Regions from separate parts of the Mus musculus genome. Here all the other regions are linked to region 1. A link is a contact called in public Hi-C and promoter capture Hi-C data. All regions are on one chromosome and are shown on one strand. Each heading gives the region's core, a stretch centred on a gene start, on an enhancer-like site or on the middle of the called end of the contact. The rest is flanking DNA. Distances are from core to core; before and after follow the strand shown.

Region 1 (4,552 bases), core at 10-2,509:
TAAAACAAGGCACTAAAGGGGGGAAATGGGTAAAGGCTTATAAATCCAGTTTAAAAACAAACAAACTGGGGGGGGGGCGCTTAACTGTCATTTAAAGTACAGCAAAACAACATTAGATTAGGATTGCATAGTCCTAAAAATCTGGTGCAAACTGGGCCAAATTCTCCAGTTTCTGTCGGTGGGCCCATTGAGGAGTTTCCACAGAAGACTACGCTTAGTAAAAGGAAACCGAGGTAAACGAAGGTGGATTTAGATCGGGGAGGATCCCCCCGCCCCCCGATCTAAACCACACAGCGGGGAGAAGAGAGAAGGCCTCCGCTGCACATGGAGCCTGAGAAGCTGCTACCTGAACACCTCACCAGGGAGAAGAGGGCAGGCGTGCAAAGGAGGTCGGGCCCCAGCTCCAGACCGGAGCGCGAAGAGCGTCTCCACACTTACCACTCTCCACCTTAAATTTCTCGTGCCGCCCCTTCAGGCAGTCGATCTCGGACTGCTGCTCGGCCAGGAACTTCTCAAGTTTGTTCTGCGTCGACTTCGGCAGTTTGTTCAGTTCCGGGCGCTCCAGCACTTGCTGCAACACCGCCGCCATGTCGGCCGGGATCGCGGCAACAGCCGCAGCGGCTGAAGGAGAAGCCAAGGAGCAAGGAGAAGCGCGGAGCCCAGCCGCCGGAGCCGCCCCGTCCGCCGCCTCGCTCGCGGTCTCTCGCGCGCCTGCCCGCCTGAGACTCCCGCGGCGGGACCCTGGGAAAGAGAGTCCCGCGTTAGGTGCAGCCAGAGCCGCGCCGCCGCGCCCTCTCTGCGCACGCAGCCACCGGGAGCTAGGCACGCTGGGAAAGCGAGTTCACAGCAGCCTCGGCCCCAGTTTTTTGGGGATTTCACCGGTTTCCAGCCCCAGAGACTCTTGGGAAATGTAGTGTATTTCTCACCCGCTTACGCGCGCTCAGGCCGCACCTCTCGCCCCACTTCCTTCTTTCTCCCCGCCCCCGGCTCGCCTCCTATGGCTGTGACGAGTGCCCGCGCGGGGGCGCTACATAAGTACGCAGCCACCCTCGTCCTTATCCCGGAGGAGCAAGACGACCTTACCGTCAAAACCCCGGGATGTCATGGGTACTCCTCTGTGGCCACTTCTAGAAGCCGAGCCACCAGAGGTCATGGGTCACGGCAGGGTGTCTCGACAGGCTCTGGGCTACCGCCACGATCTTAACGGTGCCCCGAGAGGGGCGGGGTGCAGGCCTCCCTCGCTTGGGTAGAAGAGCTGCGGAGATGGGTGCGGGACGGCTTGCGTCATCAGTCTGCACCCGTTGGGGCCGCGACCCGCGTTTGGAGTAGGAAGTGTCTCTGCTGTCGCTTTCTGATGAGATCATTGGCTGTGGACGTGGGGACCTGAGTGGCACCTGGCCTTTGAAGGTAGCTACTTGTACCCTAACTCGAGTTCTCTCGCTGACAGAAAGCTCCAGGGATTTATTTGCCACATGTGCACATTCTGAGATCAAGTTAGTCGGCCAAGGAATATGTGTGCACCCGGGCACCACCAGCTTCCTTTTCGGGGAGAAAAGAAAGGATTTAGGGACCATATGGAACAGTCAGTCACTGGTGCACACTCAAGCCCTGTTCGGAGGAGATTAGCTTAGTGTCAAACCTGGTACCTACATGCTTTTGTGGGTGTGAGGTACCGAATGACTTAGTGCGAAATTAAAGTAGTCTGGTTAATATTTTAAACAGAAAAAAAATCAAATTTTGTTGTTTATGTAGTAAGATGACATTGCAGGCAAATGTCTGATGTTGACGTTTTTAATTTTAACATTTTTAGGACAGTTTTATTGAGACACTTGTCATTTTGCCACAGTAACAGAACTATGTCTGTTTCCCGAACACGACTCAGCAATATCAGCGTGTACTTCGTTTCATGGCTGGGTACTTTTCTGGAAGAATTTGTTGCCTTTTGATTGAAAATAAGGAGAGCACATGCCTGTGGTGTCAGCTACAGGGATTAAGAGGTGGGGGGGTTATCATTCCAGGACAGCCTGTGTTAGGAGTCAGGCTCTGTCTTAATGAAGGGGATGGGAGGGATTAAATTAGTAGGAGATTCATAACTGAATTCACAAGCTGAAGAAGAGGACAGGAGATGAGAACAGGAGATGTTCCTGCAATGATTCAATTGAAGGGCTGAGTATCATTGCCACCGCAAGCAAAACAGATTGAGAGAACTTAAATCCCACCTTTCACACTCACTACTTTAGTCATTTGGAGGAGTTATTTAACATTTCTTTTTGATTTCTTTATGTATAAAACGGAGACGACAATAATAGTACTTACCGTGCAGGAATTTGTATTAAATATCAATACATGTGAAGTCCTTAGAAAAATGTCCCGTGTAGAATTGAAGCAATATAGATAATTGTCATTGCAGACTGGTTACCTAAGTGGCTGTTATTAGGAGTTGTCTCATAGCAGCAATCACACATTTGTGCCTTCCCACCTTGCACAATTTGTAGAAAACAGTCGTTTTACAGTCACTATTGGGTAAACAAATTTGAGTCTCTCTCCTCTTAATGAACTAATCAGAAATTCAGCTTCCATATTTTAGAAACAAGAATATCGAAGTTCACCAATAAATTGTCATAGAGAATGCAGCTAAGGAGTAGATCTAAAATAAGAAATTAGATGTGTTGAATGGTATCCTTATTTCCTTATCCCAAGAGTGAGAAGTAACTTTGCTTTCTCATGGCAATTGGTAATTATATTTGTTATTGTTGTTTTGTTTTCTTCCTGTGTCTTTCCAGGCAGGGTTTCACTCTTTAGATCAGATTGTCCCAGAACTCACTATATAGCTTTGGCTGGCCTCCAGCTCAAAGCGCCAAGTCTGTTTCATCCTCAAGGGTACAGCAATTCCAGGCTTGCACCACCATATCTGGCTGGGACTCTTGTTCCTTCTTTTCTTTTCTCAAAAGATTTTTGGATTTATTATCGTTTGGTGTGTATATTTGTGTGAACAAGCTACATGTGTGCAGACTTGAGAAGTGGGAGTCAGATTTCCTGGAGTTGCAGCTAAAGGCATTTGTGCACCTCTGGACTTGGATGCTGGAAACCGAACCCAAGCTCTGTGGAAAAGCAGCATGGGCTGCTAACCGTTAAGCCACCACTCTGGCCCCAAGGGAGTTCTTTCTTTCTTTCTTTTTTTTTTTGACAGGGTTTCTCTGTGTAGCCCTGGCTGTCCTGGAACTCACTCTGTAGACCAGGCTGGCCTCGAACTCAGAAATCCACCTGCCTCTACCTCCCAAGTGCTAGGATTAAAGGCGTGCGCCACCACTGCCTAGCAGCGGGAGTTTTTTCTTATAGCACTGTACTAAGAATTCCAAAGCTGGGAGCTGGAGAGATGGCTCAGCAGTTAAGACCACTGACTGCTCTTTCAGAGGTCCTAAGTTCAATTCCCATCAACCACATGGTTACTCACAACCATCTGTAATGAGATCTGATGCTCTCTTCTGGTGTGTCTGAAGACAGCGACAGTGTACTCACATAAATAAAATAAATTTAAAAAATTAAAAAAAAAAAAGATTTCCAAAGCTGCATTTTAGTTGTACAGAAAAGAATGCCTTATTTTATAAATGATCACTGCAAGAAATAGGAGAGTTTTGGGAATGGGCCACTCTTTTTGTTCTATTGCCTGTCCACCAATGCTAAAACATCAGAAATCGCTTTTCCCCCCAAAATGCTAACTTTTATTTCTTGCAATTTAGGCTGTTGAATTGGCTGTCTATAATGGGAAGAACCTACATTGTAGAAGAGACTGTTGGCCAGTATCTTTCAAGCATCAACCTCCAGGGAAAACCTTTTGTCTCTGGTCTTTTGATAGGACAGGTATGTATATGTCTGCTACTCTGCAGGTTGATAAAAACAAATTACTCATTAGTTTCAATTATATATACGATTTACTAGTAAATTCAAAGTTGTGATGTGGACGGGACAGAATCTTAAATAGTTAACCTAAAGTGGATCTTTGAGTTAACATTTGAAAGAGTAGGAAATCTGGTTGAAACTTGAATAAGTATGATTATTTTTCCCTTTGGTACTTTGAAAGTAACTTGTAATGTCAGAAGGTCACAGTTTAAGCCTTCCTTGACCACATGATTTACATTTTGCTTTCTTTGTGTTTTGGACCGGATACACAGCTCAGCTGGTACTTGCCCAGCATATGTAAATAGCGCTCTAAGTTTCATCCCCCGTGTTACTGGTGGTTGTCAGAGTGGTCAAAGGCAGGATCAGTTCTTTCCAAGTTCTTGGCCTCTTATCCAAATAATTGGAAATAAGGACTCACATTTGCAAACGTGGCAAGATAACTTTGTAAGGAACAAAGCAGGAATCCAGATGCACTGCAGGCCACATGAGGGAGGTAGTGCCCAAATTATGTTTGTGACTTAGTTTTATGGGGTTCAAAAGATGGGCATTCTCGCCTTTAAGAATGCAGGTTGAGTGGTTGTCCATTTTGGTTGTTAGGTTAGATAAAGTCTGATACTCATTTCCCCAATCTACATGTCCTTCCCCATAATCC
Region 2 (4,470 bases), core at 1,634-4,133, 6.4 Mb after region 1:
ACTTAGTTATACACAGAATATTTCCGTGAATTTTTAAGCATATATTGGCTTTAAATTACTAGAGCATGAGTTAGTATATAAATATTCATAACAATGAATTAATGAAGAAGATAGGTGTTTGGCAAGTGAGACATTGTATCCTTCGTGTTATCTGTGTGGTATTGTTTGGAAAAGGAAAAAAAGTCTGCGCTGTGGGAGAATCCAGCGGCATGCGCTCAGGCAGCTCCAGCAGAGGGCATGGCAGCTTCAAAATGGAAACCTACGCTTTGTTTATCAGCAGATCTCAGGCTGTGGCTTTGCCGGCCAGTCTTTTTTCAACCCACTGCATTGCTGCTTCCGCCACCACAAAATGGAAACTGTGTGTCATCTTAGTATTTAGCAATCCTATTTACCTAAAAGCCAACTGTAACAACAACAAACTCTAAAGGGAAGTTGCCAGACATGAAGCTATTACTTTAAATATGAAAGCCGGTTTTGAAAAAGACCTGGGGGGGGGGGGGTATTTTTGGTGGAGATAGAATCCAGGGCCCCTTCGTGCTCAACAAGCATTCTGCCACTATATTCCCTCCCAGTGCCATGTGGTGTCTTCTCAAGAAAAAAGGTGTCTGTCTGTAGTAGATACTGCCTAAACTCCCAAAATTACCAGTGGTTGTAAATTTATCCACGATTTCCAGGGAGAAAAAATAATTTTGTGACTTACTTCCAATTGTCAGTCTGAAAAGGCTTGTAGAGAAAAAAAAAGTATTAAAGTGGATTAAATACAAAAATCATCTAGGGTGGTCTACCTTTCAACTAGTTAGTAGGGCACATGTAAATTCACTTTGTTAATGTATAAAAAGAGCAGAGCTTTTCAGGTTTAAAGATCTTGAAGGTGCTAAATATGAACTATTTTGTTTCTTGTCCTTACTCATTTATTATATAAACATCAATTTGTCATAAGCTTGACACACACACACACAAACTGCATTATCTTGCTAGTTGATAGAATTTACACATTTAGAACCTAATTAATTTTGAGTTACTTCTTACAGATTTTTTATGCTGAAAAGCTAGCTTGACATTGCTCTGTTTGTATGTGCAAAATAATGCACTTTGTTGCCATTACAAAGGGTCTTAAATGCAAGATTTGCATAGTATCTTTTGAGACTGGCAAAAAAAAAAAAAAAAAAAAAGGAGAAGAAAAAATCACATTGCTGCTCTTAGTCATGAGAAATTAGGGCTCAGGCAGGAGGAAAGTGACTGCCCTAACAGAGACTTAGCAACTACTGGCTCTGATTACACCTGCTAACAGCCACAAGTGTCAAGGGTCACCTGACCTATATTGATGATTTTAATACCCAGGGTTGTAAGAAAAAAAAAGTCCTGTTTTGTATTGTTAAAAAAAAGTCAACTATGCCTGCACATTACAGATATTTTAACGAGCAACACTATTTTATTAACACAAGCTTAATAAATATGTATTAAATCGTCAGAAATTAAAGCAAATGTAGAAACAGTGCAGATCTTTTCGGCTTATTAAAAATTTCATCTTACAGATTCATAAGCATGCTATCAAGTATTTGTTGCTAAAATCGAAATGATATTCCTTCTATAATAAGGCTATACCAATCTTCTTCATTAGCGACTGCAGACTTTGATCTCTGACTCAAACTACCCTCAGCTTGTCACAATGTGTTGCTTGGTTCCCAGTTTGAGAATGGGTCTTCATTTTCCTTTTAGTAGATCTAGTATGAATCAGAATAACTAGAGCCTAAGCCGTACCTTTTTGTTAGTCTGTTCAGACTTTATGGGAAAACCACTTAGGTATTCCGCCGCATCATTCTGGTAACATAGGAAGCTGAATCAGTTTGTAGTTGAAGTCATGTATTAGTTCTTACAAATCAGGGCTTATTAAACCCTGCAGGAGCAGAGACAGGGGTTCTCACAAATGAAGCTTACCCAAACAAATTCTTTACACCAACCGGCTCTCACATCTAGCTCTAGCCCCCACTGCACCGCCACCTTAACTTAAGCAGTTGAACATCTAGTAATTCCTAAATCTGTTCAACCGTGAATGACTCATGAGGAAATCCTGATTCCTTACGCTCTGAAACTACACATGATCCGTGTGCAGCAGAACTGCGAGATCCTGGGTTTCCCTTTGTATTTCTCACCTATCTCTCTGATCTTTGCTGTGCCCCGCAGGAGATGCCCCTCGGGTCTCCTGGGGAACGACCCTGCAAAGCCACAGCCTGCTGCAGCCATGCATTTAAAGATCAAAACTGCAGAACTGGTTAAAACACCAGGTTTTAATAGAAACTTTCTCCCGCTTCCTCCCTGAGTAGCGTGGAATTCCCTTTAGGAATTCCAAGGTGCCTGAGCGAGCTACAGCACCTTACTCAACAGTCCATATTTCAGGTTTTTCTAGTTGTTTGATTTCCTTCTCTAAAATAGGTAGAGTTGCTGAGTGCAGCCAGCAGGGCTCTCCCCATCCCAGCTGCAGTTTATGGGTGTCCGGATGAACAATAGATACAAAGGTGGGGCGCGCGCGAACACACACACACACACGCACACGAGTAAAAGGTACGGTCTTCAGTAAAGGAAAAGCCAAGAACTCGGAGACCCTTCACCGCGTGGCTGCCCGAAGTGCCTACCAAATCTCTCTGTGTCCCCGCCCGCCACCTCCCACCCTGTGTGCGCACGAGGATGCGGCGCCTACGTCAACAGCGCCCTCGCTTCCAGGCCCTTCGGGGGCTGCCGTGACTGCCACAGGCCGGGGCGACTCCGCCCTCGTGCCGTCTGCAGCGAGCCAATCCGCGCTCTCTTGGGGCGTGGCTGACGCCTCCAGGTCCCGCCCCTATGCCGCCGCCCGCCTTAAAAGCCCGCGGCGCGCTCCCGGCCTCAAACAGCTGCGGTGGCCGCGGGAGTCTGAGAATGCAAAGTGCCATGTTCCTGGCTGTCCAGCACGACTGCGTACCCATGGACAAGAGTGCAGGCAACGGCCCCAAGGTCGAGGAGAAGCGGGAGAAAATGAAGCGGACACTGTGAGTATGCCCTGTCTCCCGAAGAGCTCTTCATACCCAGCCTGGCTTTGCTGCTAGGGACCTACCTTCCCTCGATCTCGGCTTTGAATGCTCTCTAGTCTGCACCTCTGCAGAGAAAGTGTGGGGGCTTGGGGGGTGGGGGGTTAGCTTGCTAGATATGGTGGTATTTGCTTTTTTTCTATGTGAGCTCCGAGAGTTTAGGAACTATAGGAAATGGTTGAAGAAGGTGGCGGTAGATGATCTGAGAAGGGCTGGTTGGCTTTTTGTTCTGCATTTAATGTGGCATCAGAATCCTGTAGCTGAATAACGTCCACCGGCGTCTGGACGTTGCATTGTTAGTTCTGAGCTGCTTGCATAGCTGCTGGGTGGAGATGTTTGAGTTGATTCGCAATGTATGAGATCCATTTTTAAATCATAAAGTAGGGCTCACCCAGTCACGACTATGGAATGAGTAATTTGCTCTGCAGTATCTGCTGCGGAGAAGCACTGTGGGCGGTCGCAGAGGGGAGCTAGGGAATCCATCACACACACACACACACACACACACACACACACACACACACACACACACCTATGCATTGTCTCTGGCATAGTGCAGACCCTCCTACCCCCAGTGCAGAAAGGGAAGAAACATCAGCTGGGTCAAGACTGCTGTTCTCAATTGAAAAATGACAGCAAGCTGTAGTTTAACCATGCAGAAAATCCACTACCTGTTTATTAGGTCAGAAATAACTGGTGAAAATTTAAAATACCCTGGCTGTTATGTAGTCCTATCCTGCTTGTAAAGCTCATTATAGTCGGATGAATGGATAAAACTGTGTTCTGAGGTGCTGGGTTTAAAAGCTAAGAGGGAGAGACTCATCTGCTTTGTTTGTAGCTACTGCAGCTGATGATAGTTTGACCGTTCAAGAATTGCCACTTGAAGTATTTTTTTTTTCTCTCTTTTTTTTTCCAGCTTAAAGGATTGGAAGACCCGTTTGAGCTACTTCTTGCAGAATTCCTCTGCTCCTGGGAAGCCCAAAACTGGCAAGAAAAGCAAACAGCAAACTTTTATCAAGTAAGTTTCGGATCCTGTAGTTACAGAGATGAATATCTAACCAAGCCAAGCAAAAGGGGAAGGGGAACTGATGTGTGTTGGGGAGCTCATTTGCGGAACTTCTCTTGCAGGCCTTCTCCTGAGGAAGCGCAGCTCTGGGCAGAAGCATTTGATGAACTGCTGGCCAGTAAATGTAAGTTCACCTCTTGAATGTGATCTCTCACCAGTATCTTTAAAAGCCTAGAAATGATTGCAAGAAGTGCATTAGACATTACCACCACTGACAGTTCAAAGCCTCTTTTTCTTTCCCTTATATCACTGGGTTTAATCATGGGGAAGCAAGAGGTATTCACCTCAGGTGGGGAAGAAAAGTTAGCCTAAAAATTAAAATGCCAGTTACTCAGGCTGTGG
Region 3 (4,616 bases), core at 658-3,157, 9.8 Mb before region 1:
ATGCTCCTTTGTTCTCTCCCAACCTGGACTCCTCTCTTAATCAGAGACAGTCCTTTGTCCCTCTAGGACAAATAGCCCTTCACTCTCTACCTTGCTCCTTTCTGCTTCTCCTAGGCCTCTATCTGTTGCTTGTCCCACTAGAGGAAATAAATCTTTGTGTTGAGAATTTGGACTTGGGGTGTCTTGTGCCAAAACCAGTCCCTATATAACTCAACCATTTTTGCTACTTAGGTCTCTTGTTTGAGTCAGCCTCTCTTGGTCTGAGAAGGTTAGGCTGACTCCATGACAGGCTTTAAATTGACCGTTTGACTGGGTAAGGCCAGTCCGCAGAAGCTGCCTCACCACCTGGCCTGAGGCAAGGACAATGGGTCGGCACCAGTTTCCAGACTTCTTCAGCAACAGTTTTTAGTCTCCATGCCCGAGTAATGGAATGTCGATAGAAATGGGGTTAGAGGTCATCCCCTAGGGAATAAATGGAATCTCCTAACATGCATTAAATCAGGCCTTCAAGCTCACTTGGTTGACTCTTTATTTCTGGTAATGGGAGACTCCAGCACCGCTGGACTTCTGCAGAATAAAACACTCTGTGCGTTTACATACTGTTTGAGCCTAGGGTATGATTCTTAGACCATTCATGGACTCTTACAGGTTCAAGGCCCCTCTTGCTCTTATGTTGTATTTAGTCTAACAGTCATGTTCGACCTGGACCCTTCCCTCTGCCTGTCTTCCTTATAGCTACAAAAAAAAATTAAAAATAATAAAAAAAATCTTCTCCATACTTTAGAAGTAGCCATGTCCTCCTCCTTTTTATTTCACCTTTTCATAAACTTCAAAGGGTGGCACCTTTCTGTCATTGTCCACTCCAGAAAAGGATTGTTTTTATTTTTATCACTATAGGCCATGGGACTGGTGGTTTGAGACTTTTATTTAAGTTGCAACTATACACGACATACATCCCTGTCTAACTTGTCATTTTGTGCAAGTTTGTGTGAGAAGTTCGTACAGGTTGCATGCCTTAATGTTACATTAATATAAAGTGTAGTGTAGCAGCATTTTCCTTGACTTGCTGATGCTAGTAACTCCCCTAAGCATCTGTAAGCTGACAGCAGATTGCTCTACCTCCCAATGGGTACTGTTTGTTTTCTGTCTCGGTTTACTGGGTGTTATGGACGTCTCTATGCTGTCATAATTAAGATAATTTGAAAAACGGTTTTACGCTGGGGGTTTACTAATCCGGGCTGCTGCAACCCAAAGTCCTAAGAATTCCTCCACATTTTACGTGGAAATTCACTCAATCCAAACCCTGCTGAAAATACAAAATAAACCGCTAGTAAAGAGCGAAGGCAGTGGAAAACTTCGTATCAAGAGCTCATATAGGCAAGGGAGAATGGAGCGTTCGGCCACTTGAAACCGTGCCGCTTTCCACCACGGCGCCCAGAGCCAGTCAGGAAGCCCGTGCAACCTTCCTACAGTCCCACGAGATGGCGCCACGTCAACGGTGCTAGACGCAGGACGCCTCCAGAAACCCAAGGCCCACTTAAAGCCATTGTTCTACTTAGGAGCCTTCCTCCCTTAACAAATCCGTCCTTTTTTGATGGTAGTTGTGCTTCTTTGGGGGCGCTCCTTTGTTCTTTCCCGATACCTCAGAGCTGCCGAAGACAAGATGGCGGCCTGGCAACTCCGCATCGCACCAGCGGAAGCAGCCCTTCTCGAGACACTTCCTATCGGGTCCCCAAACCTTTGAAGGTTAGTTCCGGGGCTAGGTCTGGCCGCGGTTGCGAGCTGCGACTGCGCAGCCCGGTTCTGCCGGCGCGGAACGACGTCTCAATCGCTGGGGCGGAAGGAAGTGGCTGGACGCCTCCTGAGCATTCGATCGCTCGCGAGAATTGAGCGTTGCTAGGCAACCAGCCTGGGGGCGGGACTAGACTCGGAGGGGCGGGGCCTTGGGAGGCTCCGGTGGAGCCTTGCGAAGGTTCCAGAGCCGTCTCGTGCGGAGGGCGGGCCGCCGTGTCGCGCCGGGTCTGTGGAGCTCGCTGCCGGCGCTGCGACGCTCGTGGGTGGCGTGTTCGGCTTTTCCTGTCTGCTTCGGTGCACCGCTGCAGCTCCGGCCTCGGGTCTGACGCGCGACGGCATGGCTTCCGTTTTGGAAGAGGTAGGGGTCGGCCTGGACCCACCGGCTCGCGCCGCCGGGCGGCGGCTGCTTTCCCGGGGCTGATGTCCTCGGCTCTGCCCCCGTCGCGGGCCCGCGGCCTCTACGCCGCCGCCTGCCTGGGCCTGAGTGTCCCGGCCGCGGCTGGAAGGTCGGGGGTGTGTCTGGATCCCAATTTTTGGCGCGGTTCGTGGTAGGCTCGCGGGTGGCGGTCCCCTCTCTCCATTGCCTGAGGTCTTCTCGGCTCCCGGTTCCTGGCCAGGGATCAGAAACCTTCCTGCAAAGCTCTGAGCTCCGGGCCGGGGGCCATGGGAAGGAATTCCCATGCCCGCATGACTAGTCATGGTCACCGCTTTCATTTTATAGGTGGTTATACATACATTCTCTGTATTATTTCTAAACGCCCTGGACAGTGCTTATGGTTTCAGTTTTTATTTAGCAGTGCCAGTGGCGGACCTGCAGGCCTTACACACGCTAGGCAAGCTCTCTACCGTTCCGGTATACCCCCAGTCTTTATGTATAAAAGCAATTTTTAAAAAGTTACTGGGAATTGAGCAGTAGGTACGACTAGGAAATTGCCTGGCGTGTGTTTTTAGATTTGTAAAAAATGAATGTGAATGACTTGACTTTTTGGATCCTCGAGGTCTCCATAGCAAGAGTAATTGAATTGCCGGGTTTTGGCCAATACAGGTTTTATGTGATTGACATATTGTTTTCACAGAAACATTGGCTGTTAAGATTTGCTTTTCGGAAACTTCTCCCTCACTTAGAAATCATGGGCTTTAAACACATAAAAATTAGGAAGTTAAAGTATTCATCTGGGTATCTTGCGACAAGATAGGCAGGCACCACGTGCTCACTGGGAGAGTGGAGAGGGTGGCTTAACAGTTGTGCAGCATTAATTGTCTCCAAAAGAGAAGGGACTTTAGACTTGGAGCTATGCATATAGGGGCATGTTTTTCTTCTGAGATTAAAATTCACCTTATTCAATCATATTAAGATGTGAAATTCAACTTTTTCTGTCGTACAACCATCAGTGTTACCTAGTTGCAGACTATTTTCGTTTCCTTAAATAGAAATCCATTGTAGGTGCTCCATCTACTTAGGCTGGAGCCTTAGGATTTTCTAGTTCAGTCGTGGTATCAGTATGGCATTCCTTTGGGTGGTTGAATACTGTCCCATTGTACAGATGGAATTCCTACTCTTCTGTTTCTCCATCTTGCCGATTGTGATTTCTTGTAAACAAGTTTTGTTTTGTGGGCATGTTTTTAGTCCGTGTAATTGCCAAATAATAGGGAAAGTCTTAGGAAGCTACCGTTTCCACAAGAATTGCACAAAAGGTGCCATTTCTCCACACATTCACTAACATTTGTTATTTTATTGGGTGGTTTTTGTTCATATGCTAACATCCACATGAGGGTGTAGTACCACCTCATGCATTGGCTATGCATCTTCATAGCTGTGTGCATCTATTTGTGTGTGTACCTGGTGTCCAATTCCATGTCTTTGTGGAGGAGAGTTGGGTTCTTCCATTTTGAGCAGTTGGGTGGGAGTAGGTCTCACTGAGTACCCCTCACTTGGTCTTTGAGATACACTTGCCTCCAGAGTGGCAGAACTAAAGGCATGTGCCACCAGGCCAGACCGAGCCCCTATTTAACAACTGGGAAACAGATTCAAAGGGAGATAAATGTTTATGTATAGAAAACAAATGCATGCCAAGAAGGCAAGAAAAAGTGGACAGGAAACTGTTCTATCTAATCCCAGTCAGAACCTACACTGTCAGTGGTTTCTGGGCTGTGAATACAAAAATCAAGCAATGGTTCTCCTGTAGGTCGCATCAGTTGGTATCTTACTAAAGAGTCCATTAGAGCGAAAACTGGGAGGGCCTGGGAATTCTGCCATGAGTCAGCTCAAAAAAAAGATTCCCATTCCAGTTTAAAGCAAAACCTTTTCCTTTCTCCGTTTGTTAAGTAAAGCTCTGTCCTAGGAATAAGTACTTGCTTTGCTTTTAATATTTTTTTTTATTATGCTGATATTTAGAATCTGTGGTAAAGTCCCACCAACCCACTTTCACCAACAGTGGTACTTGATAATCCATATGAATTTTGAAACCACTGAAAAACTTTGAATGAAATATCTTGATTCTAAATTCAAAAGATGAGTGACAGTTTTGCAGTTTTGGATCTTAGAGTCAAGTTTCCTTGGGATTGTAGACCGGAGTTTCACTGTTGTGCTTTTTATAAACTGTTAGGAAATCATAATATAATGGCCACAGAGTAATGAGCTATTTGAGCTATTTTTTTTTTTTTACTATCTAATATCTAGCATTTAAAATATTTTAAAATTATTTTTTATTTCTTGAAATTATAATAAATATAAATATAATAAATCATTTCCCTCTTCCTCCCTCCAATCCCTGCCATTTGCACTCTTTCAATTTCATAGTTTCTCTGTCTCATTTTTTTTT
Region 4 (4,580 bases), core at 68-2,567, 6.7 Mb after region 1:
AGGGTTTGTGAAGTTCAAAGCAGTAGGAAAGTGCCAGATGGCTTTGGCCTGGAAGAACGCTGGATGGCATCAATCCAGTCTATTTGGGTTTTCAACGCTAAAAACAAAATCTCTAATCTAGCATTTACCACCTCCTTAAACCTATGTGGCATTTACGACGGGTGAGCTTTTCTAAGAAATTAAGAGGACCAGCCGGGTGTGGTGGCGCACGTCTTTAATCCCAGCACTCGGGAGGCAGAGGCAGGCGGATTTCTGAGTTCGAGGCCAGCCTGGTCTACAAAGTGAGCTCCAGGACAGCCAGGGCTATACAGAGAAACCCTGTCTCGAAAAACCAAAAAAAAAAAAAAAAAGACCAAAGAGGCATATTCCCTGCCAAAGAAAAAGCTCCAAAAAAAGCACCCCTACCTTTCTTAAGGCAGTCCCTTCGATTTCTGGTTTAGCTTTCCTATTAAGGAAAGGGGCAGGCACCGCATAAATGCCCAATGAAATACCTCAACACTGATAAAGCACCAACTAGTCGCGCTCCATTTATGAAACATCTACTAAGAGGTGGTAGGTGGGCAAAGCAGGATATACACCAGATATCTCCAATAGGAAACAGTCCTAATGATCTGGCAAATGGTTAACATCACGTGACCAGCGCTTTCAGAAAGTAAGTCTCCCTGGAAGACAGGGGAGTATAGGATGTTGAGACAGACGTCTTGACAGCTGCCTAGGCCAGGCCTGATTGGCCATCACTGGTATGCCAGCCCAGGGTTATGCTAAGGAAGGAAGCCAGGGAAAGCAATGCTCCCATCAAGCCAGAAACCACATCTACAGGATGCCAGAGTTACTAGCTGCAAAGCCTTGGGCATTTAAAAGCATGAGTCAAGTTCACATCCTGCGACAGGATAGCAAAGACTTACAATCAATCTAAGAACGATAATATAAGTTCAATATAAGTTCCCACAAGCAGGGGAGTCTCTTTTCAGGGCCATCCAGGTCTACGCTGAGTTAAAACCACATGCTGTATTTGTTAAGCTCAGACTAGGACGTCTGTTGTTTGTCCCCCAAGCCGGCTGGGTCCACACTAACACTACCGCAGGGATCCACAAGCCCCGCAGGCCCGGCCCGCCCCGCCGCGTACCCCGAGCCCGCAGCTCCAGCCGCGCCACGCCGCCCCGCCAAGATCCTCCCGCTCGCCACCAGCCGCCTCCCCACCGAAGCCGCGCGGCGCCAGGACATAGCCAAAGGTCCCCGGCAGCCTCCGGGAGAGCAGCAGGCGATCGCGACCACGACGATGGAAGCCCGCCCCTCCGGCGGCCTCGCTCCGCCCCATCGGGCTGTCCGCGCCGCCGCCGGGCTCGCCGCGCTTCCTGGCTCCCCCGTCTCCGCGCGCCCACGCGCCCGCGTGCCCGCGAGCCTGCAGGTTCGCATCCTCGGCGGTAGAGCGAGGCACTCACCTGCCTGCCGAGTTCTTCCGATCTCTACCGAGTTCTCCCGAGCTCCTCACGCCCGCATTCAGGATTAAGAAAGAGGCTTAGGGAGAGCCACAAGAAAAATTACTCGAGGCAGGGTGGTGGCCCGGTGTTTACCTGAGGGTGGTAGGTAGGTCAGTCACCACCTCTGGTCAGACAGGTTTAGGATGTGAAAGATGGACCGGACCGGAATGTCATCTTAAGATTAATTTATTGATCCGGAGTCCATAGGCAGGTTGAATTGTACTCAGAAAGTGAAAAACACAGGCGGTCCAATGTTTAACGTTCTTTCCGAAGAAAGCAAGGTGGTGTTTTTAAAATAAACTGAAATTAGGAAACGAATTAGCCCAGAGACAGTTCATCATGGCTTTAACAGCCATGGCTGCCGCAGCTCCTAATGACAAACCTATCCAAGCCTCTCAGTGACGGTAATAATAGCCCTTTGTACGTGTTTTCATAAGTTCAGGGGGATCCGCCCTTAGCTCTATACACTGAGGATACTGAAACTGAAAGCCAAGGTCTAATGGTGTATCTAAAACTATGAACAATCGTTGAAACTATCCATACCTTTTTTTTTTTTTTTTTTTTTTTAGTTTTTCGAGACAGGGTTTCTCTGTATAGTCCTGGCTGTCCTGGAACTCACTTTGTAGAGCAGGCTGGCCTCGAACTCAGAAATCCGCCTGCCTCTGCCTCCCCAGTGCTGGGATTAAAGGCGTGCGCCACCACGCCCGGCTTATCCATACCTTTCTTGAGCCTCCATGCTGAACCCAAACTTAAGATTCATGTTGCCAAGGTACAAAATTAGAACTTCTGTTTATGGTTGCTCTTTTTTTACTTCCCTTGGTCTGTATATCATCAAATCATAAAAGATTTTCATAATCATCAAGTTAATTGCAAAAACAAATCTCCCAGGGGCATAACATGTTTTTTTTTTCATAAAGCCCAAATTTACTTTGAAAATCAAAGTTTGCTATATAAAATAATTTTACCAAGAGATAGCGACTTAGGAAAGTTACTGTGGCTTTTGTTGTTTGTTTTGAAGTAGAACTTTTGAAGAACAATTTACCTCTGGCTCAATTAAGGGAAACAATGTAAACCCCTCCCTCTTTCTAGAGATACATTGTTTATCCCCATGCGTCTCAATTTTACAATCCTCCAGCACCATCTCTTAAATGCTGGGATACCATTCACTACCATGTCTTCTGCGCAATTTAATTTTAATATACTGTAAATGAGATTTGTAGTGAGCAGTTGCTCTTTTAAAAAACATCAGCATGCAAGTACTAACAACATTATGCCTGAGATAAGCATCATGCATTGAGCTAGACTGATACTTTCCGACTTAGCTTGTTTCCTGAGATAGCTATAAGAAGAATACTTTTTGTCCACACTTGGGATTGTAAGTAAGCAAGAGGGCGCAGGCAGTAAAAATCACCAACTTAACCACTCCATGGCTAGAAGGAAAATTTTGGGGGAATCAAACTGTCAAGGCTGTGTGTGTGTGTGTGTGTGTGTGTGTGTGTGTGTGGTGTCTGTCTGTCTGTCTGAGTAAGGTAACTGAACTTTGGGAGCAGATTAAGGGAGGTCCCTGGTAAACAGGAGCTGAAGTTTTCTGTTTACCCACCGGGTCAGAGTCCTCTGTTCAGGACATTGTCAGCAGCACTATTGTTTTGAGAAGTTGCTTTGGACCAACAGTGATGACTTCAACAACATGAGGATTTGGGGGCCCGGAGGTTGTGGAGCATGTCTCTACTCCCAGACTGGAGAAGTAAAGGCCATCCTATCTCCAAGTGTGAGCCCAGTCTGATCTACAGAGCTAGTTCCTGGGCTAAACAGTTCTCTGTTTCAAATCCCTGTCTCAAACAAACAAACAAAAACAAAGCAAAAGGAGGAGGAGGAGGAAAGGAGGATTTTGGCAGAGAAGATCATTATAGTTACTGCCCTCGGGAGGAGAGTTATATGGAGATATTACTGACAGTGTAACGTGTTACTTATACAAGAAAAAAAAAGTTCTAGATATTTAACATATGGTTCTAACGTACAGCACTGTAAATAGAGTTAGCAATACTGTATTTCTTGAAACTTGCTAAAAATATTGCTCTTAAATTTTCTAGCAGGAAATAATGAAGCTCTTAGGAGTAATGGATATGTTAATTGGCTTGGTTGTTATAGTTACTGTACATTAAAACATCAATTTGTGGGCCAGAGAGATGGCTCAACTGCCAACCCCTTCAGTTGTACTCTAGCCTGAACATAGGTACACACATACACACAGTGTTTTTAAAATGATCAGGTTGACAGGGCTTGGTAACTCAAACCTTTTATCCCAGCACTTGGGAGGTAGAGGCAGCTGGATCTTTATAGTTTTAAGGACAGCCTGGTCTACAAAGTGAGTATCAGCCCAGCTAGGGCTGATACACAGGAGAAACCCTGTCTCATGGGGAAAAAAATCAGGTTGTGTTGTGCTAGAAGCACGGCTCCAGACAGAACACACCAGGCCAAATGAGGCCACGTGAGGTTTATTGTAGGAGAGAAGGTGGTGGCGAAGAAGAAGGGGGTGGGGTGCAAGAGAGATGATCAGAGGGGTTTTCCTTTTATTTGGATAGTGAGGTAGCTGCAGGTAAAGTTGGGAGGTGAGCCAAGTGGATTCTGGGAATATGGTGGCTGTTGTCTTGGCAACAGGTGTGCTGGTAGATGTCGCCTAGGTGTGATGTCACTGAGTTTGGAATGGATTCAGATAGCAATAGGCTGTACACCGTAAAGAACCTTTTGTCATATTTACCTTAGTAAAACTGAAGAGAAGTAAATGGAGATAGGTGATAGATAGATGATAGATAGATAGATAGATAGATAGATAGATAGATAGATAGATGATAGATAGGTAGATAGATAGATATAGATAGATAGACAGATACATAAATATGTAGATACGTAAAAACATAGATACATAGATTGATAAATAAATGATAAATAGATGATTGATAGATGTGCTGGCTCTTTGACTACATAGTGTGAGTGTAATGAGGGAGGTCTATTCAAGACCAAGAGTATATCGGTAAATACAGCCAAATGAGTTTGTGATGGTTAATCTCAACTTTTAATTTTATGAAATCTAGAATCACA
Region 5 (4,504 bases), core at 948-3,447, 6.6 Mb after region 1:
TTTGAGAGGAAAAATTATCACTTAACCTGTAAACATTTCAAATTCTGTAATGTCCAAAACTGATCTAATTTTCTTTCCTATCAAGTCTATTCTTCAAATGATACTTTATTTATCCACCCAAGCCAGAAGCACGTTTGACTCTTCTTTCCTACAGTCAGTCAACTCCTGCTAATTTTCTTTTCTCTTTCTGTAGGAGAAATATACTACTACTCAACCTCTACTGTAAGGTTGGCAGCCCTGAGAACTCCTCTTTTAGTGTAGCATGTTCTGGATGCATTCCTGCTCCAAATAGAATGAGGAGAAGGTATTTCCACATGCAACCTGAGATTGAAATACTACCTAACTGCTGACTCTACTTTCTCTGTACCCCAGGGCTTAATGTCAAGCCAATCACCCACAAACTTACCATTTTCAAAAAGAGTCATCTCATTCATTCTATCTTAACTCTAAATACTGTAAGCACAATCATGTTAATCACAAACTAATTTTAATTATGTTTGATCTCCACATCTTTTTCAGAGTAAGTCCCCAGTGACTTCCAGGCAATCTAATCTATACAATATGGTATCTGATTTGGCGTGGCTTTACCTTTTTACCTAAGATCTCTACACTGCCTGCCTATTCATTACACCATATTTTAGTTACTTTGCTGGCTGCTCCATAAGCTACCTTTAGGTAACCACACTAGATCATGCTTCCTTTTGCCCAGCTCCTCTGTGATCTACACAGTTAAAACAATTTCTGTATACTCTTAAACGTAAACCAACATGTTATTCTAGATTGACTCTCAGTTCTTCAGACCAGCATTCCGATTATTCACATTAAAATTTCCAACTCCGTAACTGTATGCCCGAAGTACAGTTGAACATATGTTACGCAATGCTCGAAATATTCAGCCATGTACAGTACACAAAATCTACATTAAGGTTTGCTATATTTTGGGTACACATTTTAACAAAACAGTTAAAAACAATATCTTAGAAAAAATCAAAATGAAAATGGAGGGAAAAAAAAACTCCCCCAAAACGTTGGGAACACGAGGAAGGATAAACTGTCCTATTGGTTGAGTAGTACGGAAGGAAATAAAGTCAGAGAGAAATTCAGAGCTAAGCATGTGGCCTCTGAGCAAAAGCACTACCTCGAGAAAACTCAACTTCACAGGAAGTCAAAAAAGGAGGGAGTAAAAGAATTGCGGGAAGTAGAGTGCAGACCCGCGTAGACGGTTATCTGTGGAGGTCCGGAAGAGGTGCCCACATACGAAAGGTGAAAGTTCTGCTTTTGGGAAACTAGAATCTCGAGTTTCTGGGCGGCTGGAGCCTCAGACACCACCCGGGGAAACACACGCCCTAGACCGGCTGCTCCGCAGGACCGACAGCCTGAGCGATGCACCTGACCACACTGGAGACAGGGAGGCTCCGCAGGGAAGGGACAGTGGAAAGGACAAGAGAAGCGCGGAGGAGATGATGAGGGAGGGAGACAGGGAAGGAGGACGCTCGAGGCAATTCAAGTGTCCGAGTCCCAAGTCCGGAGAACACAGCAGTGCACAGGCAGAGGGACTCCTTCCCCTCGTGGTGTGGCTCCCAAGATCACTGCGGAGACGCGGCCGCCCCGGGCCGAGGACGCGGCAGAAGCCCTACTTTCCACACACGCCGACTCCAGTCCCTGAAGTCACTTCTCCGACGCCGGGCGTCGGTGGCGGCAGGTGACCGCCTGGCCCAACGCGGGCCTCCTCCCGGAACCCCCGGCCCAGGACGGTCCCCCTGGTGCTCACCGAATCCTTTAATGAGCTCGGTGAAGACCCCGGGGTCGCTTTCCATGAGACACCACTCCCCGGCATTGCTCGACATGGTCCCCGACCACACACACACCGCCCCGCTTCCACCTCGCGCTCTCCGGAGCCCCGCAGCACAAGCTGCCACCGGCCGCAGACCTCAGCAAAACCCGCCGCCGAGCGTCAACCCCACGTCACCCCGCCTACTTCCCGACAGCCTCCGGGCGCCGTCACCTGCCGCGCGCCGGAGCACAGAAGGACGCTCTAGCCACCCGGGAGACGTCGAAACGCCTCTCCTGCCTCTCAGGATCCGTAGCGCCCTCTGCCGGGCCGGAGAAGTAGCGGGGCCTCGGAGCGCCGGAGGGAGGCACATCCGGGACCCTTGGCACCCCAGAGCTGGGGCGGGGCGATGGAAGGGGCGGGGCTCGAGACGGGGCGGGGCGGGGCTCGCTCCGACCCGAACCTGGAGCTGTCCTCGCCCTTTCGGGCCGCCTCCTATTCCTGGTGCGACGCAGGCTTTCTGTAGGCGCCGCGGGTCCTGAGCATCACCTTCCAGGTAAAGGTGGGTCACTGCAGGCCTGCTGCGGGCCGGGGAACCGCGTTTTGGGCAGTCCCAGCGATCCTGGGCACTTGAGGGCTGGCCGGTGCGCACTCTCTTCCAGCCGCATCCCAGCGTCAGAGGCCAGGCAAAGCCTTCGCCGCCTCTGTGCTCCGGCACCCGCCGGAGGAGAGCATGGACCGACTTCGCATCTGAACATTTCGAACCTGGCCTAGTTGCTCCGGGAGGATGGAATCTTGGGGAACTCAGGTCAACTCTCCCACTTGCAAAGCTCCTGGCGAGCGAACGTGCCAAGGCCCCTTTTCACTCTTTTCTCTCTTCCTGCGGCTTTGGCATAGAGGCGTTGTCTCGGATACCGGTTTGGGAAGGAGCTTTGTGGGAAGACCGAAAGGAAATTATCTTAGAGGAATAATAATCAAGGAAGGGAGAAAGATTTCTCGTCCAAGGGATGAGAGACTCATGTATCGGGATGAAGTGCCTTACGGAAAAATGCGCACCATCCCTCTCCCGCCACCCCTCCCCCCTTAATAGTGCATTATTTTAAAAACACTTGAAATGGTTTTGATGAATAGAACAAAAAATAGCTATTTGTAATTAATACTTATCATTCTTCGGAGGTGGTTTTATTCATCATTTCATAAAAGTATGTTCCAAGGAAGGCTTTTGGCTTCCACAGGAAAAATTTTTGCTCAGAGCATCCTACCATGGTGACATCTTGCCACAGTTCCTCAATACTTTTCATTGCATCGCCCTTAATGGAGTTGATATTTTCATTACCTTTGTGTATGGCATATCCATTTGAACCTGGGATCCTGGCTTTGTAAAGTATTATAGCTTCATTACTGTAAAATTAGCCTTGGCTTTTATTTTTAAAGAAACTGCGTATTTGCTTGACTTCTCAGGGTGAAAAAAAAAAAGTTAGCCTTTCCAAATTACATGAAATATTGGCTTAATGTTTGTGTAAATTGAAGGAAAACATGGTAATCTTTGTACTAGTAATGGTACGACGTATATAGATTGTAGTCCAGAAGATCTTGAAGCAGAAGTGTTATTACATCAGTGTCTTGCTATCTGGTTTACATTCTGCATTAAGAGAATGGACAACATATGGATCAACACATCACTGCTTGGCCTTATGTCGAAGAACAAGTGTAAAATGCTCCAAATGTTGCCATAGTTCTAACAGTTAAAGGCTCTAAAGCTTTAATTTATAGAGATGTTAGAAAACTTCAAGTGGTATAAATTCGGGAGACTGTTGTTGTGTTTAAAGAGGTCAGAACAACTCAAAGAAGAATTCACTTGATTGGTTTTGACTTAGGCTTATAGCACTTGACTCCATAGGACTAGACTACCAGAAAACCAGACTTTGATTTGCCTCACTGCCCAGCTGCCTTCTAAACCACTGGACTGCAGCTTAGGGTTTTGAGAAAGGGGACACTGGCAGTTGAAGAAAGAAGGAGTTAAGCTACTGTTAGTTGATGGAAGCTGTCTTGAAACTCAGCTTGAGTCACTTCATTAGTATTACTAAGATACTCCTAGCGCTTGGTACATTCCAAAAGATTTTGAAACTATCAGGAACCATTGTATCTCCATGTCATCTAATGTCGCCAATTTTAAAGTAGTTTGTATTTTAGCCCTTAGTAATAAAAAGGAGAATGAATAGCTTGAAGTAAACTGCCATTCGATTTTCTATATTTAAATGTTTTTATTGAGACTTATATATGCAAAGAAGTTTTGTAGGTGACCTAGTCACCAGCAGGGCAAGGTGCAATTCCAAGGTGCCTACTCTGCAGCCAGAAGAGGTTCTCTCTAGGGACTTCTACTCAGGTGTAGCTGGGACCCTGACTTAAACTGCAGAAGACCATTTCCAAATGAGTCGGTCTGAAGGCATGCTGGACACTGTAGTTCATAGGCACCACAGCTGGGTAGGATTGTTAGTTGCTTCCCTCACTTGGAAGCCTTCTGGGATCATGAAAGCTAGTCCTCAGGCTTTGCAGTTTGAGACCTCTTGGTCATGTGTCCAAAATACATGGTGTCTTCAGCAATAAGCACTTTACTAACCTTCCTCCTCTGAGAGGCAACTACAGGCACTAACAATAGCCTAGGATTTGGGGGAAATCTCTTATTAGACAACCCTGACCAACAAGCCCAAAAGGAACTAACATCTTATATGT
Region 6 (4,415 bases), core at 1,262-3,761, 5.6 Mb before region 1:
CAGCACTCGGGAGGCAGAGGCAGGCGGATTTCTGAGTTCGAGGCCAGCCTGGTCTACAAAGTGAGTTCCAGGACAGCCAGGGCTATACAGAGAAACCCTGTCTCGAAAAGCCAAAAAAAAAAAAAAAAAAAAAAAAAAAAGAGAGAGAGAGACTTAGGTAATCCACCCTCCTCGATCTTTCAATAATTAAGAAATATTTTTAAGTGTTTTGCCAGGCATGGTGACAGTGACATATATCTGTAATCCTAGCACTTGGGAGGTTAGAGCAAGAGAATCAGGAGGTCTAGGCTAGCCTCAGTTATATAGTGAGTTCTAGGCCGGTCTGGGCTACATTAGTCCCTGTTTTGAAAAGCCCTCCCCAATAAAATACTTTCATTTAAAATTGCTGAAGAGTACTGACTGTTCTTACAGAGGATGGAGGTTTGATTCTCAGCACTCACATGGTGGCTAACAACTGTGTAACTCCAATTCCAGGGTCAAATGCCCTCCTCTGGCCTCCATTGGCACTAGGCATACTTGGTATACAGGCATACATGCAGGCAAAACACCTATACACAATTTTCTTTTTAATGTAAAAGTTGCTTAATTTAGAGAGCCAATATAAAGAACACAGGATTTCTAGAAATAATTTTGTCAGATACACATACCAGTTAATACCAGTTTATTTTTGTGCATCTGTCTTCTCTAACATATGGCAAATTCTCTAAGTAAAACTCTTCATTCTTCCACATTTTTCTAGTTCCCAAAGAAACTGTTTTAAGTTCAAAGCTCAGATCGTCACACTCATGGCCCAGAAAGATCTCTTATAATACTGGAAATGAATCTACTGTCTATAATAATCTTTTAGAATATATTCAAGGCTGGCTCAAAAGAGGTTGGAAAACACCTACAGCAGAATATCTGGTTTGACAAGAATTTGGCTTTAACTCATAGTAATCCAAGTTTGTTTTTTGCAAAGTTGTTAGGTGTGGGTGACAGCTTCTAAAGATGACACATACCTATGACCTAGGCAAGAGGGAAAAATCCTAAGCAAATCTATGTTAAATGCGAAGTTAACTGCCTCTAAACTTTAACATCCTTATTTTTTCTTTGAAAAAGCCACTCATAAAACTACTTTATAAGTACTTTTAATTACAAAACAAAGCACATGCCAATTATCCAATAATCTTTGTAACCTCTCATTTTCTCTGATTGACCAATTATGTATAGAACCTCTTCACTTTCTTTTTCATGTATCCTTCAAACCAGAGTTTAACAAGCCAGCACCCAGGTGTCTTTAGTCATCTGTTGCACACACTGCCTTATGAGCTTAGAATATAAACACTACAAAAATTTATATCCTTTCACTGCTGTACATCTATTAAAGAATTTTTGTGATTGTTGACTGTGTAAATAGGCACTTTACAAACAAAGCATTACTGGAAAAGACACAAGCCAAACATTACCAAGTTATCAGTACTTCTCAGCGTTTTGTAGAAAAAAAAAAGCCACACCCAGTTTTCAGGCTACCACGAATGAGTATCACTTTCGTTTTTCCTTAAGTTTTGTTTTCTAAAAAAGTGCTACCAAGTGTGGTGGCCCACACCCTTAATCCTAGCGTTTGGGGAGCAGCGGCAGGTTGATCTCTGTGAGGCTGAGGCCAGTCTAGTCTACAGTTCCAGGACAGGCAGAGATCACCCTCCCTCCCTCCTTTCACTCACTTACACACACACACACACACACACACACATCTTTAAAAAAAGGGCAGCTGTCTCCTTATGGCTCCCCTTCTTTGTAGTTAATAAACAATGCTAAATGAAGCTCCAAACATGACTCTTGAGTCATCTGTGTTGCTGACCAAATTTATAGACTATTTGTGAAAATTCTAGTAACTGGGAATTTGTCTAAGTTTGAGTAACAACTTAAGGTCATTATTTAAAATACTGGAAAAAGGCAAATACTTTTAAGTTTTTTTTCAAAATCACTGTTATGTGGCTTCCAAATAAAAACTCAAAATCGATTTTTTTTTTTTTTAGGGCTAGGGTATAGCTTATTGGTATACCATTCACGTGAAAATTCAAGAATATGGTTGATATGGCTACGACTCAAAAATGGAAACACACCCCAAGAGTGTAACTAAACACAATTTTAAAGGGTCAACAGGTGAATAAAAATTTTAAACTGGGTAAAAGCAATTTCATAAAGGTCCATGAAACTATAATTTTCGCCATAAGATGACATGCAGAATTGCCTTTCTGATCATTTCTCCTCCCAGGGACATTTGAAAAGGAGTGGCCAAAGTAGCAGGGGAACTGCGCAACAGCTTGGGATCAAGGACTGAAACTTGCCCTTTCCCAAAGCCTCTGGGAGCCAGGACCAGCGCCCCCGGTGGTGGGCAACTGGCCATCAGCAGCTTGGCACAGGCCACTTGTCCTACCACCTCCTGGTCGCCCCCACCTTTCCCTCCAAGGCCAAGGACAGAGACGTCCTCCTCCCCCTTCTCCTCCTCTTTGGTGCCTTCAGCCAGGAGGCGGGAGTGACCCGCAGCAGCTGACCCAGCTCGGGCACTGCCTCTCCGACAGCCCTCAGGACACACCATGGGCCTGGAGGCTGGTTGGTGGCACACGAGCGAGGACGCAGGCGGCGGCCCCGGCGACTCTCAACTGCCTCCCTGACCACTGCGACAACCTCCCCGAAGCCATCGCCACTACCCGCAGCGGAATCTATCTGCGGCCAATCTATCGCCACGAACCGACTACCAGCTACGTAAACAACTATGGCGGGAGAAAGGTGGCAGGCCGAGGGGCCCGGAGAAGGTTGGGCCATCTACGTCACACCCAGAGCCCCCATCCGGGAGGGAAGGCGGAGGCTCGACCCGCGAAATGGCGACAGCAGTGACGCGCCTGCGTACGGAGCTCACCCGTCGCGCCGCGGACGACGGGAAGTGAGGTTTTCAGAGGAGCCGGCAGAAGTGTACGGCGACTTCGAGCCCCGGGCGGCCAAAGAAAGGTCTCCGGGGGGGAGACGAACCCCGCCAGAAAAGTTCCGGCCGGCTTCTGCGGGAGAGGAAGTGAGAGAAAGCGCTTACAACCTTCGCTCTCGACCACGGAGGCAGCGGCGAGCCCAGGAAGCCGAGGAGATGAAGACGCGGAGGTCTGCTCGCCTTGAGCAGCACTCACAGCAGCCGCAGCTGTCTCCGGCCACGAGCGGCCGAGGGTTACGGGACTCTCCGTCCTCCAGTGAGGACCGCGAAGGTAACAGTCTCGGCTGCGGGCTCGGGAGCGCGCGCGGCGGCGGGCACGCGGCGGCAGGCGCGCCCCCGTGGAGGCCGGCCCCGCTCCGGCCCCGCCTGGGTCCTGGTGATTTCTGCGGCCCTTTGGGCGCGCACTCCCGGATTGAGTCCACCCGGACCCTCAAGAGGGAAGGACGCAGTGGGCCGCGCGGGAAGGTGGTGGTGCGAAGTGACCCGAGCGGAGGCGGGCAGCTCTGCCTAGTCCTGGAGCTTCAGTTTGGGGGGTCTAGGTCTCCTCTTTCTGTAGGCTTTTGCTAGAGGTCGGCGGCTAAGCCATTGTCGGAGCCCCAAACTACTCTGCGCTCGGTTTCATTTCCGTCCTCTGAAGTTTCTACTGAAGCCACTTCCATTTCCTTTTTTTTTTTTTTTTTTTTTTTTTTAAATCTCGGGGGCCCCAAGTCCCCAGCTGAAAATCCTGTTTTTAAGTTAACTTTCCAGTCGGTTTCTTTCGTTTTTTTTTTTTTTCACCAAGATTGGGAAAACGAGATCATTTCTAGGCGGATGCTACGAGGAGTAGCTGACTTTAATGAATGGGTTGGTGACATTACTCCAAATACAGAGTCTGGTCTCTGCCAGACTTTCCCCCCAGATTGGAGGCCATCACGGTAATCTTAAGTAGCTAAACAAGTCAAGACTGACAAACTACTGAAACAAAACAAGGTTCTATTTATTAGTAAAGCTTATATATGAAGCCCCAGATGCCAACAGGGTGTGTACTATAGTTTTAGTTAAGTCACACAGATGAACCAAATTCTTCAAGCCATCCTCTTATTCCCTGCACTCGGATATAACTGAGTCACAGGTGGTTCCAGTAAGCCCCATGTCAGTCACCTAATTATGAGGTAAAATTCTGAGGGTTAGAGTCACAGTGGGATGGCCTCCCTAATACATTTGATGCATCTGAACAGGAGTGGATTTAAAGCTTAGAGCACAGTAAACTGGCTTGCAGATTTACCTACTTGCCCTTAAAGTCCTGACACACTTGAAGATCTGTTCATTTGGGAAACTTTATGCTAGAGATGTGCATGCTCTTTTGGATGTAAGGAGACAGTTTATTTGCTTATACATGTCAGCATTTCTTTTAAGATGGCAAAGTTGGGAGAAAAAAAAAGGAACCTGTCACGCATGTATGCCTGGTCGAAAT

The links. Promoter capture Hi-C pulls out the DNA fragments that hold promoters and counts their contacts. A called contact is a pair of places that touch in the nucleus more often than the background predicts.
Region 2: a contact with region 1 is called in a Hi-C map of B cells, with 7 read pairs. The contact joins the promoter of Rgs2 here to the promoter of Tpr in region 1. A contact is called at or near these places in 1 of 39 promoter capture datasets (pre-B cells) and 2 of 484 Hi-C or Micro-C datasets (B cells and pre-B cells).
Region 3: a contact with region 1 is called in a Hi-C map of muscle stem cells, with 10 times the contacts expected there. The contact joins the promoter of Cacybp here to the promoter of Tpr in region 1. A contact is called at or near these places in 4 of 484 Hi-C or Micro-C datasets (CD4 T cells, CD8 T cells, muscle stem cells and 1 more) and 2 of 9 other capture datasets (adipose tissue and liver).
Region 4: a promoter capture Hi-C map of pre-B cells shows a contact between it and region 1. The contact joins the promoter of Glrx2 here to the promoter of Tpr in region 1. A contact is called at or near these places in 1 of 39 promoter capture datasets (pre-B cells) and 2 of 484 Hi-C or Micro-C datasets (B cells and cortical neurons).
Region 5: a Hi-C map of embryonic stem cells shows a contact between it and region 1, with 8 times the contacts expected there. The contact joins the promoter of Ro60 here to the promoter of Tpr in region 1. A contact is called at or near these places in 7 of 39 promoter capture datasets (cranial neural crest, frontonasal cranial neural crest, hippocampal neurons and 4 more) and 13 of 484 Hi-C or Micro-C datasets (CD8 T cells, the G1E-ER4 cell line, cerebellar granule neurons and 9 more).
Region 6: a contact with region 1 is called in a promoter capture Hi-C map of pre-B cells. The contact joins the promoter of Tor1aip1 here to the promoter of Tpr in region 1. A contact is called at or near these places in 1 of 39 promoter capture datasets (pre-B cells), 2 of 484 Hi-C or Micro-C datasets (CD4 T cells and memory CD8 T cells) and 1 of 9 other capture datasets (adipose tissue).

The regions. Positions count from the first base shown.
Region 1 is chr1:150,389,545-150,394,096 of GRCm38.p6, reverse strand. Tpr (translocated promoter region, nuclear basket protein) reads right to left here and starts at 1,259. Exons shown (of 52, transcript NM_133780.3): 1 at 1,084-1,259; 2 at 439-741. The coding sequence starts at 1,153. It overlaps Odr4 (odr4 GPCR localization factor homolog), which reads left to right and starts at 1,042. Exons shown (of 14, transcript NM_145511.2): 1 at 1,042-1,407; 2 at 3,741-3,861. The coding sequence starts at 3,763.
Region 2 is chr1:144,002,562-144,007,031 of GRCm38.p6, reverse strand. Rgs2 (regulator of G-protein signaling 2) reads left to right here and starts at 2,883. Exons shown (of 5, transcript NM_009061.4): 1 at 2,883-3,023; 2 at 3,979-4,080; 3 at 4,191-4,252. The coding sequence starts at 2,914.
Region 3 is chr1:160,210,183-160,214,798 of GRCm38.p6, reverse strand. It overlaps Cacybp (calcyclin binding protein), which reads left to right and starts at 1,907. Exons shown (of 6, transcript NM_009786.2): 1 at 1,907-2,152. The coding sequence starts at 2,132.
Region 4 is chr1:143,736,305-143,740,884 of GRCm38.p6, reverse strand. Glrx2 (glutaredoxin 2 (thioltransferase)) reads right to left here and starts at 1,317. Exons shown (of 4, transcript NM_001038592.1): 1 at 1,127-1,317. The coding sequence starts at 1,224. Gm46161 (a long non-coding RNA gene) reads left to right here and starts at 1,719. Exons shown (of 2, transcript XR_001779472.2): 1 at 1,719-1,885.
Region 5 is chr1:143,774,744-143,779,247 of GRCm38.p6, reverse strand. Ro60 (Ro60, Y RNA binding protein) reads left to right here and starts at 2,197. Exons shown (of 9, transcript NM_013835.2): 1 at 2,197-2,327. It overlaps Uchl5 (ubiquitin carboxyl-terminal esterase L5), which reads right to left and starts at 1,970. Exons shown (of 11, transcript NM_019562.2): 1 at 1,772-1,970. The coding sequence starts at 1,847. LOC115487685 (a small nucleolar RNA gene) reads right to left here and starts at 320; the gene lies at 186-320.
Region 6 is chr1:156,034,576-156,038,990 of GRCm38.p6, reverse strand. It overlaps Tor1aip1 (torsin A interacting protein 1), which reads left to right and starts at 2,511. Exons shown (of 10, transcript NM_001160018.1): 1 at 2,511-3,233. The coding sequence starts at 2,756. Tor1aip2 (torsin A interacting protein 2) reads right to left here and starts at 3,327. Exons shown (of 7, transcript NM_172843.4): 1 at 2,883-3,327.